Linked DNA regions of Zea mays: region 2 is linked to region 1. Evidence: chromatin contacts called from public Hi-C data. All regions are on one chromosome and are shown on one strand. The core of a region is the stretch at or near the end of the contact, and the rest is flanking DNA. Distances in the headings are between cores, read along the strand shown.

The links. Hi-C and Micro-C count contacts between places; a contact is called where the count stands out from the background.
Region 2: a Hi-C map of tassel shows a contact between it and region 1, with 2.7 times the contacts expected there. The contact joins the promoter of LOC103651104 here to the promoter of LOC100194242 in region 1. A contact is called at or near these places in 2 of 25 Hi-C or Micro-C datasets (leaf and tassel).

What each region holds. Positions count from the first base shown.
Region 1 is chr3:192,980,346-192,984,551 of Zm-B73-REFERENCE-NAM-5.0, forward strand. It overlaps LOC100194242, which reads right to left and starts at 1,912. Exons shown (of 2, transcript NM_001139283.1): 1 at 1,601-1,912.
Region 2 is chr3:193,289,538-193,293,743 of Zm-B73-REFERENCE-NAM-5.0, forward strand. It overlaps LOC103651104 (protein MICRORCHIDIA 6), which reads left to right and starts at 2,485. Exons shown (of 18, transcript XM_008676707.4): 1 at 2,485-3,085. It overlaps LOC100279082, which reads right to left and starts at 2,245. Exons shown (of 1, transcript NM_001152132.2): 1 at 1,128-2,245. The coding sequence starts at 2,166. The coding sequence ends at 1,360.

The DNA of each region.
Region 1 (4,206 bases), core at 662-3,161:
GCATTGCGGCGTGTCCCCCTATGCCTCACTGAAGGAGCGGGACTCGATGTCATCATGCGCCAGGTGTAGCTCCGCCTCTAAGTTGTAGTGCACCACTCTAGGGGTATACTACTCACTGAGATGTTGTCCATAGTGCGGTAGTGCAGAGGCTCATCGTCGTGGTAGGCGTCGATGCAACCCTCATCATTGGATAGTGGAGTGGCAAACAACGTGTGATGTTCATCGCGGACCAAAGTTGTTGACGTCGACCCCGAAGGTGTGGGCGTCGGTGCAGGACAATGAGGCGTGGCTGACGGTGTTGGTGGACAAACCAGGTGCTAGGGTAGGTGAGCCCGGTGAAGAAGAGTTACTCCCTCGAAGTGGATGTAGTCAACAACGAAGTCACTGATCATCGAAGTCAAGTTGTTGTCCACCATCATGACCCATACCCAGCCTCACCCTTTGTCGAACGCAATGTTGCACGTGATGTGCACGCGCTATGTCACAAGGTCGAAGATGCAGTAGGCCTTGACGCCGTCCACGTAGCCGATGAAGACTCTTAGCATACTCCGATCATCGAGCTTGTTGACATGGCTGAGCTCCCGATACATAGAAGTAAACTAAAATACTCAGGGGATCCAAAGATTCCTTTTGTAAACGGTCGATTTAAAGTGAATACATTTTTTGCCCAAACTTCAATCAGACTTTGATTATCTCGAAAAGATTGACCGTTAGTTCTTGAAATTCCTACTAAAAATATTTCAGTTCATTCAATGGATCTTTTTTATTGATACTGGCTTTTCAGGGAATCCAGATATCGCCCTATATGTGCTTACTTGCAATTTGACTAAAATTCTAGCGATAGTTATGAGGCTCCTACTCCTATGTTGGCACAAAACAGAAAGTGGATGTACCAGTTAATCGACTACTAGGGATGGTAAGGGCTCTAGATTTTACACTATAAAATTGAAGGATCGAATCGGGTTAGGATCGGGCTTTATTCCTACTCATTTTTTAACTAAAATTGATTAAGGGCCCTAACTTATTGTGAAGAAACGTTTGGATCGTGATCCATTACCACCCCTATTGACTACTGATCCTATGCGAATCAACTGGAATTTACTGGAAGCTAAATAGAAATAGGTTTTTTTGTAGCACTAGATTAAATTCAGCATCTGGCAAACCGCGGCTTTCGGTGTTCCTCTAACAATCGTATATAAAAAAACAAAAAAAAGGGAAAGAGGAAAGCAGACGGGCAACACGTCCTTGCGGGTTGGGCGGCGTGTGCTCAATCTCAGAAACAAACATTTCTCCTACCGCAATAGAAAGGGCGAGACGGCCTAATAAGATCCCAGAACTCAGTGCAAATCAAAGCTTACACACATTTCTTGAGGGTTTCCCTCTACTCCAGAAGAGCGGAGAAAGCAACTACTACAATGATACGGGAACGGCCATGAATGGATCTACAGACCGCACGTCCACCCATAACCCAATTCCACAACGACCCAATCCAATCGCTAGCATTTGGACAGTGAAGGGCGATCGATCGACCCAGGGCACGCATCAATCCACCGATAAAGAAAAGGGGCGGGAGCGCATCGGGGGGTAGGTCATTGAGTACCTGCTGCCAGGAGCGCCGTCGGGAAGAATAGAAGATGGGGTTGCGGGTGACGGGGTGAGTGACGAGGGGCGTGACACACCAGTACACCACAGGGCAGTGCGCCCGATCGGGCGCGGGCAGCGAGTAGTGAGTGATACGGCTGCTAGTCTAGTAGTCTCCTTCTCATCTCATATAATCCCACAGTATTGTTGCTGCTAACCCGGAGTGGCGCCGCTCGGCGTGTGTACTCAGCACTGCACGCTCACGGGCCCGCCGCCCGCGCGCCGTTGGGTTGTGGCGTGCTCGAAGCTTCGAGAGTTCGAGGCGGGCGTGGCACCTCCCGCACCGCACGGCCGGGCTGGGTCTCTTCATTTTAACCTTAAATTAGGCCTTGCTCGGTTTTATTAAAATTTATATGAATTAAAGGTTTATTAGACCTTCTTTGATTATTTCTGCATCACACGGACTGAAGGAATTGAAAACGTTAGTAGGGATTTTGACTTACTATATATTTAAACTCACTCAATCACACTTGTTGAACACCAAAATGAGCGGACGGTCCGGCCCATGGGCCCGGACGGTCCGCGTGTCCCGAGATTAGATTAACTCGGATGTTTATCCTTATCTCGTGTGTGGTTATCCATCTAATCACGTGTGAGTTTGTTGGCTATCTTTTAGGAAAAGGTTCAGACCTCCTCCCCTATAAATATAAAGGGGTACGGCCGATTGAGAACCCCCGAACACATTCCAATCGAACCAATTACCTTACTTACTTTTCCTGCCCTAGGAGTAGATGTAGCATAGTTCTAGTTGTAGACTTCCGCATATCCACCTCCACCCCTAGTCGACTCTACGTCGTCTAGATCTGTCTTGGGTGGCCTGCCGATCCCAAGACGACCCTAGGATCTCACCCCTCCTGGGGGGCAAGGTCTAGTTTTCCATCCAAGACCTCTTCCTCGATTTGATCTCTTAATTCCTAGGCGACTCCACGTCGTCTGGGGACGCCCCGGGTGACCTGTCGACCCGGAGCACTTTAAGATCTTTTCCCCCTAGGGGACGAGATCTAGATTCCAGCAAGGAGGAGGAAGACGACCCTGTCACCAGGTCGCGGACCATCCTGCCCAGAGCTGCGGACCGTCCGGTGTGACGCAGGGAAGACACCGCTCCTGCGCCCAGGTCACGGACCGTCCGGCCCAAGGCCGCGGACCGTCCGCGCCGTCGCAGAAGGCACTACCAGGCGATCCGGCGACCTATCGCAGGCCGCCACTACTGTTCATCTTGCGGAGCCGAACCCAAGGTGCCAAGTACCGCCAAGCGGTTCATTATTGTGTTTGGTGACCAAAAAGGCACCAACATACTTTTGGCGACTCCGCTGGGGAACGAGGTTGAAGATCTACAAAATCAGGCTTATATGGCCGATTCTAAAGATCTCAACAGGGCTTCTCCAAACAGCAGCACAAGGCTGACTAATTTATCGGCCGCTGAGCATAAAAGATTAAAAGATGACATGAAGAAAATAGATGAGGAGGTCCAACGACAAAAAGATCAGGTGCTCAAGGTGGCGGATAAATGGTTCCTCTCGCACTTCAGGGTGGATTGCCACCAGAAGACCGTCCAAGAAAGGGAAATAGACGCCGATTACATGTCATCCGTGCTGCAACAGCTCCCCACAATAGGTGATGTCAAGTCAGTCGATGATATTCCATCTATTAAAATTTCTTTTGATAATCGGATTAAAAGTATCACAGAGGATATAGAAAGGATGGCGCACGCATTAGGAAAAACTCACATGCCTAGTTTTTTATCACATAAATTAGGCGCCAAAACAATTGCGCCAAATATATCGGCAACAAAAGGGTTTTCCCAGCCATACTCTGGTATGCCGATGGACTCATATCCAGGACGACCGTCACCACCATCTTCGCTAAATGGTGAGTCAACTCTGAGCGCGGCCGGACCGTCCGCACACAATATCGGACCGTCCGGCCCTCCGTCAGACCGTCCGGCACCCTACGCCGGACAGTCCGGAGTTACACAGAGCCTACCACAAGGGTCACATGTGTTTCCTGACGTGACCGGATAGTCCGAGAATAGTACCGGACCGTCCGATCCATCCACAGACCGTCCGACTGCGCAGGTCGGACCGTCCGGAGCACCAGAAGTCACCTGTGATCCGCCTAGTGCGGAAGGCCGGCGTAAATATAACCGGCCACCCAAGCCCCAAGAACAAAAAAAGTCACACGTCCCTGAGCTTGTTTGGCCCACTAAGGCCAAACCTTCTGTTCGCTCTCACCCGCACTCGACACAAAAGGAAAAGGTTAAGTTCACATTTAATATTACTAAATGTGATAAAATATTTGATGAGTTGCTTAAACATGGTAATATTAAATTGTCACATGTAATTCCTCCGGTTGAACAATTAAAAGGGTGTGTTTATTGCAAATGGCATGGCTCCTTTCTCCATAACACCAAGAATTGTGTCGTCTTCCGTCGGCAAATACAATCGGCTATAAACGAAGGTCGGTTGAGGTTTCAAAAAGAGGTGAAAATTGACAGGTCACCTGTTCCTATCACCACATTAGAGCCAACGAGCAAAAAGGCCATAATTCGGCCTTGTGCGGCCGATA
Region 2 (4,206 bases), core at 1,235-3,734, 310 kb after region 1:
ATCATGAGTCTATCATCTTGCACTCGTGTTAATACTAATACTAACTAATTATAAGGAACGAGATGGTGATAAATCAACTCATTTCATTGCACAAACTAAACTTTTTAAAAAGTAAGGAGTGAAAAGTGAAAAAAATGTCTTACTTATTACTCAAACCAAACACCCTAAACACTCTGTCCTGTCCTCTTCTCCTCAGAAAAATCCTTACGTGTACCCGCGTTTGTTGTTCCCACGTCCGGCCTGGGAAGCCCAACATCGAGTCCTGTTTGGATGAGAGGTTCACTTTCAGAGAGAAAAAACTACAGTATACAACACCGTCGCATATCACCTCGTGTGCCCTGAACACGTAGTATCCGGCCGCCGAGCGTCGTCACGTACAGACAGACTCCATGCGGCTGCCGAGCGCGAGTAGTCTGCATCTGTGGCTGCAGAACAGAACCGAGTAGTCTGCGTCGGCAGCGGCAGGGTCGTCGTGGTGTAAGTGTAACACGACTAAAACACAATCAGTAGACTCCATCAGACCGAACGTCTGAATGCACGATCAATATATCCCATCTGACCGAATGCAGGTAACCGAACGTTACCTACGGACAGCATATGAAACAACGTATTTAACCGAACCATTATCTACGGACAGTAGTGGAACGTCTAAAACTCTAAATACACATCGATAAACTCCATCTGACCTAACGTAGGTAAGCTGAATCGGTAGGATCATGATGTGATATATCATGACAGTGTAACACGTTTCAACTCTGCCGAGACTGGAGACACACACTTGAGATTGACACACTTTGATTAAAGCCTAACTCTAACTCTAATTCGTAGAGACAAAAATAGTGTAGTAGTAGTAAAAGTCGATACAGATTTCGAATTAAAGCCTTTATAGAAACAAAAATAATGTAGAAGTAGTAAAAACAATATGGATTAAAGACAAGGCTCACCAAGATGATCAACGGAGTATGTTCGAACTTATCAAGATAGAGATGTTTTTTTGGATATTGTAAACAAACAAGAATTGACTGGGCTGTCAGGAATCAGGATAGAGATGTTTTTTTGGATATTGTAAAAAAACAAGAACTGGAATACAAAACCAAGAATTGGAAAGGAATAGGATAATGTTTTGAGAACTCTTGAAGATGCTTTAATCTGAGAATCATCACACACACACAAAGATGTCCGAAAAAGTATATGAACAACTACAAGATGAAACCATTATTAAACGGCGAAAACAACAAATGAGACTTCGGGGTTCAGTTCATTGCACTACCTCCACAGCTACACTACTCTGCTTCCCTCAAGCGGAGTTCTCATTCGACCGCGTGCACGAGATCATCGAAGAATCACGTGCGTTTTACATCACACGAGGAAATGCTGCAGGTACCGGAGCCCCTCGTCGGCGCACACGTACCGACACTCGCACATCACTCCGAGCCTCACCTTCCCGACGGCCTTCTCCTCCCCAGCCAGCTCTACCACCACCTCCGCGTCCAGCTTGGCGCCGCCGCAGCCGGGCGCGGGCAGCCTCGCCGAGACCCCCGCCTCACCTCTGCCGCCGAAGGCGACGGCTCCTGCCGCCCTTGCCGCCGGCACCTTGGCGTCCATCATCAGGACCGCCGCGGGTTCCTCGCCGCGGCGCGCCGCCGTCCGCACCGCCGTCCACCTGACGCGCCACTCCCCTGGCCCGATCGCCCCGTTCCGACCGCTCAGGTCGACCCCGAACAGGAACAGCCCCGCGGAATTCTCGACGTGGGCGGCCTTGTCCGCGGCTACCAGGAAGGACAGCGTGCTGTCGCCGCCGGCCGTGACGACGTCGACGGCGAACGAGACGTCCGCGAGGGCGAGGCGCGGGGCCGGGAGCGCGCGGCAGCGGACGGACGCGGAGCGGAACAGCTTGAACAGGCGTCGGTGGGGTGGGGAGGAGCACCGCCGGTCGCTGTCGGTGTCGGGGAGGAGGCCCAGCGCGGAGGGGAAGTGCTGCGCGCAGAGCCGCGCCCAGAGGTCGTCCGCGGCGAAGGCGGTGTGCCACGAGGTGGACACGCAGGACGCCGCCGCGAGGGATGCGGCGTCGAGGAACGGCGCGACGAGGTGGAGCGCCTCCCACGGGGGTGGCGACGGCGGCGTGGGCCGCCGCGGCATTGCTCTCGCCTCGCTCTCGTCGTCCATCTCGGAACAGGCTGAGCTCGTATTCGTATTCGAAGTAGCTCGGTGTCCTTGCGGTCTCGCCTTTACGTGATTGATCCGTGCGCGTCACTGGTCACTGCGTTTATTTATCAGCGAGCGGCCGAGACCGTGCGGACGTCGAAGTACGGCAAGGGATGCGGGGAAGGAACGAGTTGCTGTGGGAGAAGATTGGACGGGGCGCAGGGCGGGGTGTGAGCGCGGGTGGAGCACACGTGGTCGGGCACGATCACGGTGGCTCGGCATGCGCTAGGCGCGTGGCGCGCGAAGAGATGCCTTCGAACGGAGCGCGCCGGGAGTCGGCAACCAGGACAGGCGGGAGCGCTGAACCGTGGCGGTGACCGGCCGCCGGTGGCTGGGCCCAGCGTTAGCATTGGGTCGGGACGGTAGGGCCGCATGTGGGCCGCCCAGCCGATAAGGCCACACTGCTGCAGCAGAGAGGCCCGTTTGGTCCTTTTCTTCCGGATTTTATTTATTTATAGATTCATCTCCAAGCAGAGGTTTGGATTCTGCTTATCCCCTCAGATTCTTGAACAGATCTGGAGTTAGTTCCTACCACGAAAATATCTAGGGCGGTTTCCTATCCTATAAATATGCAACTTGGATTCTATGGTGCCCACCGTCAGAGGAGCACATGTTTGCGGTGCTAGGGTTTTGTTTTGTCATCTGCCACAAGCGATTGACATATCGGAGGATTGGTCATATAAAAATCCCTTAAAAGCCTTGGGGTTGGTTGATGTGATCCATATCAAAAGTAGGATCTGCAGTTGGAAGGCAAGAAGAAAAACGATCTGTTCATACCAAGACCATTCAAAGTCTTGGAGCCTTTTCTTTTATACGATTTATCTACAGCACTGCAGTTGAAAGGCAACTAGGGAAAAAAAGATTGAACTGCATTCTAGAGGTAATATTTTTTCCTTTTTCTTTTAGAGTGTATGAAGAACAGGCTCGATGCAGCGTCCTGACTCCCCTTTCAGTTTCCTTTGTCTTTTAGAGCGTGTTTGCTGTTATTTTCTCTTGTTCTTGAAAGATATGGTTTACCTGTGCCTTCTTCATATTTGTTTTTCTTTGTCCTCTTATTGCTCGTGTATTGCTACGATTTCTATATACGGTTTTTGGTAAGTATAAAGAAGAAGAAGAATGAGATATAAAGGAGATAATCTTTTTAATAAGACTATAAAGAAGGCATATAGAGGATATGATTGAAGATAGTCTAGTCCATTCGTCATCTGAGCTAATTGATAAATTATGATCTAATTATTCATGAAAGATGGCATCTAAATCTAAAGTAAATAATAATAATTGTCGGACTTTTGGCTTGTTTCTCTCCTCGAACTGCAGCACATAAGGGTGACAATGAGCTCTAAATTTTATACTATAAAATTCAAGGATCGGACCCTATTTCCATTCATTTTGAACTAGAATTTATTTAGGGCCCTACCATTTTGTGAATAACCATTTGGATCGCGATCCATTACCACCCCTAGCAGCACACTGCCATTTTTTCATCCTATCGTGAGGTATTGTCATCATGAGGTACTGTCGAGCTACAACTCGATCGTGCATAATATGTCTTATGCACGATGCACGATCGAGCTGCACCAAGAAGGGGAGGACAAACACATTCTCAGATTTGCAACTGATGGCAAACACTAAGCTAAAGCTACTTATGAAAGCATTTTCATTAGATTAGTCCAGTTTGAACTTTGTGTGAGACTTTGGCACTCATGGCTCCATCGAACTGTAAGTTTTTTATGTGGTTATCTGACCAGTTACAAAAACAATGGCTTGAACACCTGGAACGATGTTCGCTTTGATCAAGAACATGGGTCCATAGACCATCTGTTAATTGGATGTGTATTTGCGAGGAATTTCATCAACCTCTAGGTGTAAGGTATTGCTGAAAAGGGACTTAATACCTTAATCTTCCTTGGATTTTGGACCCTTTGGAACCATAGAAATAGTTGAGTCTTTGGGAATAACACCCCAAATTTAGAGGCCGTCATTAGAAGGGCTGAGGAAGAA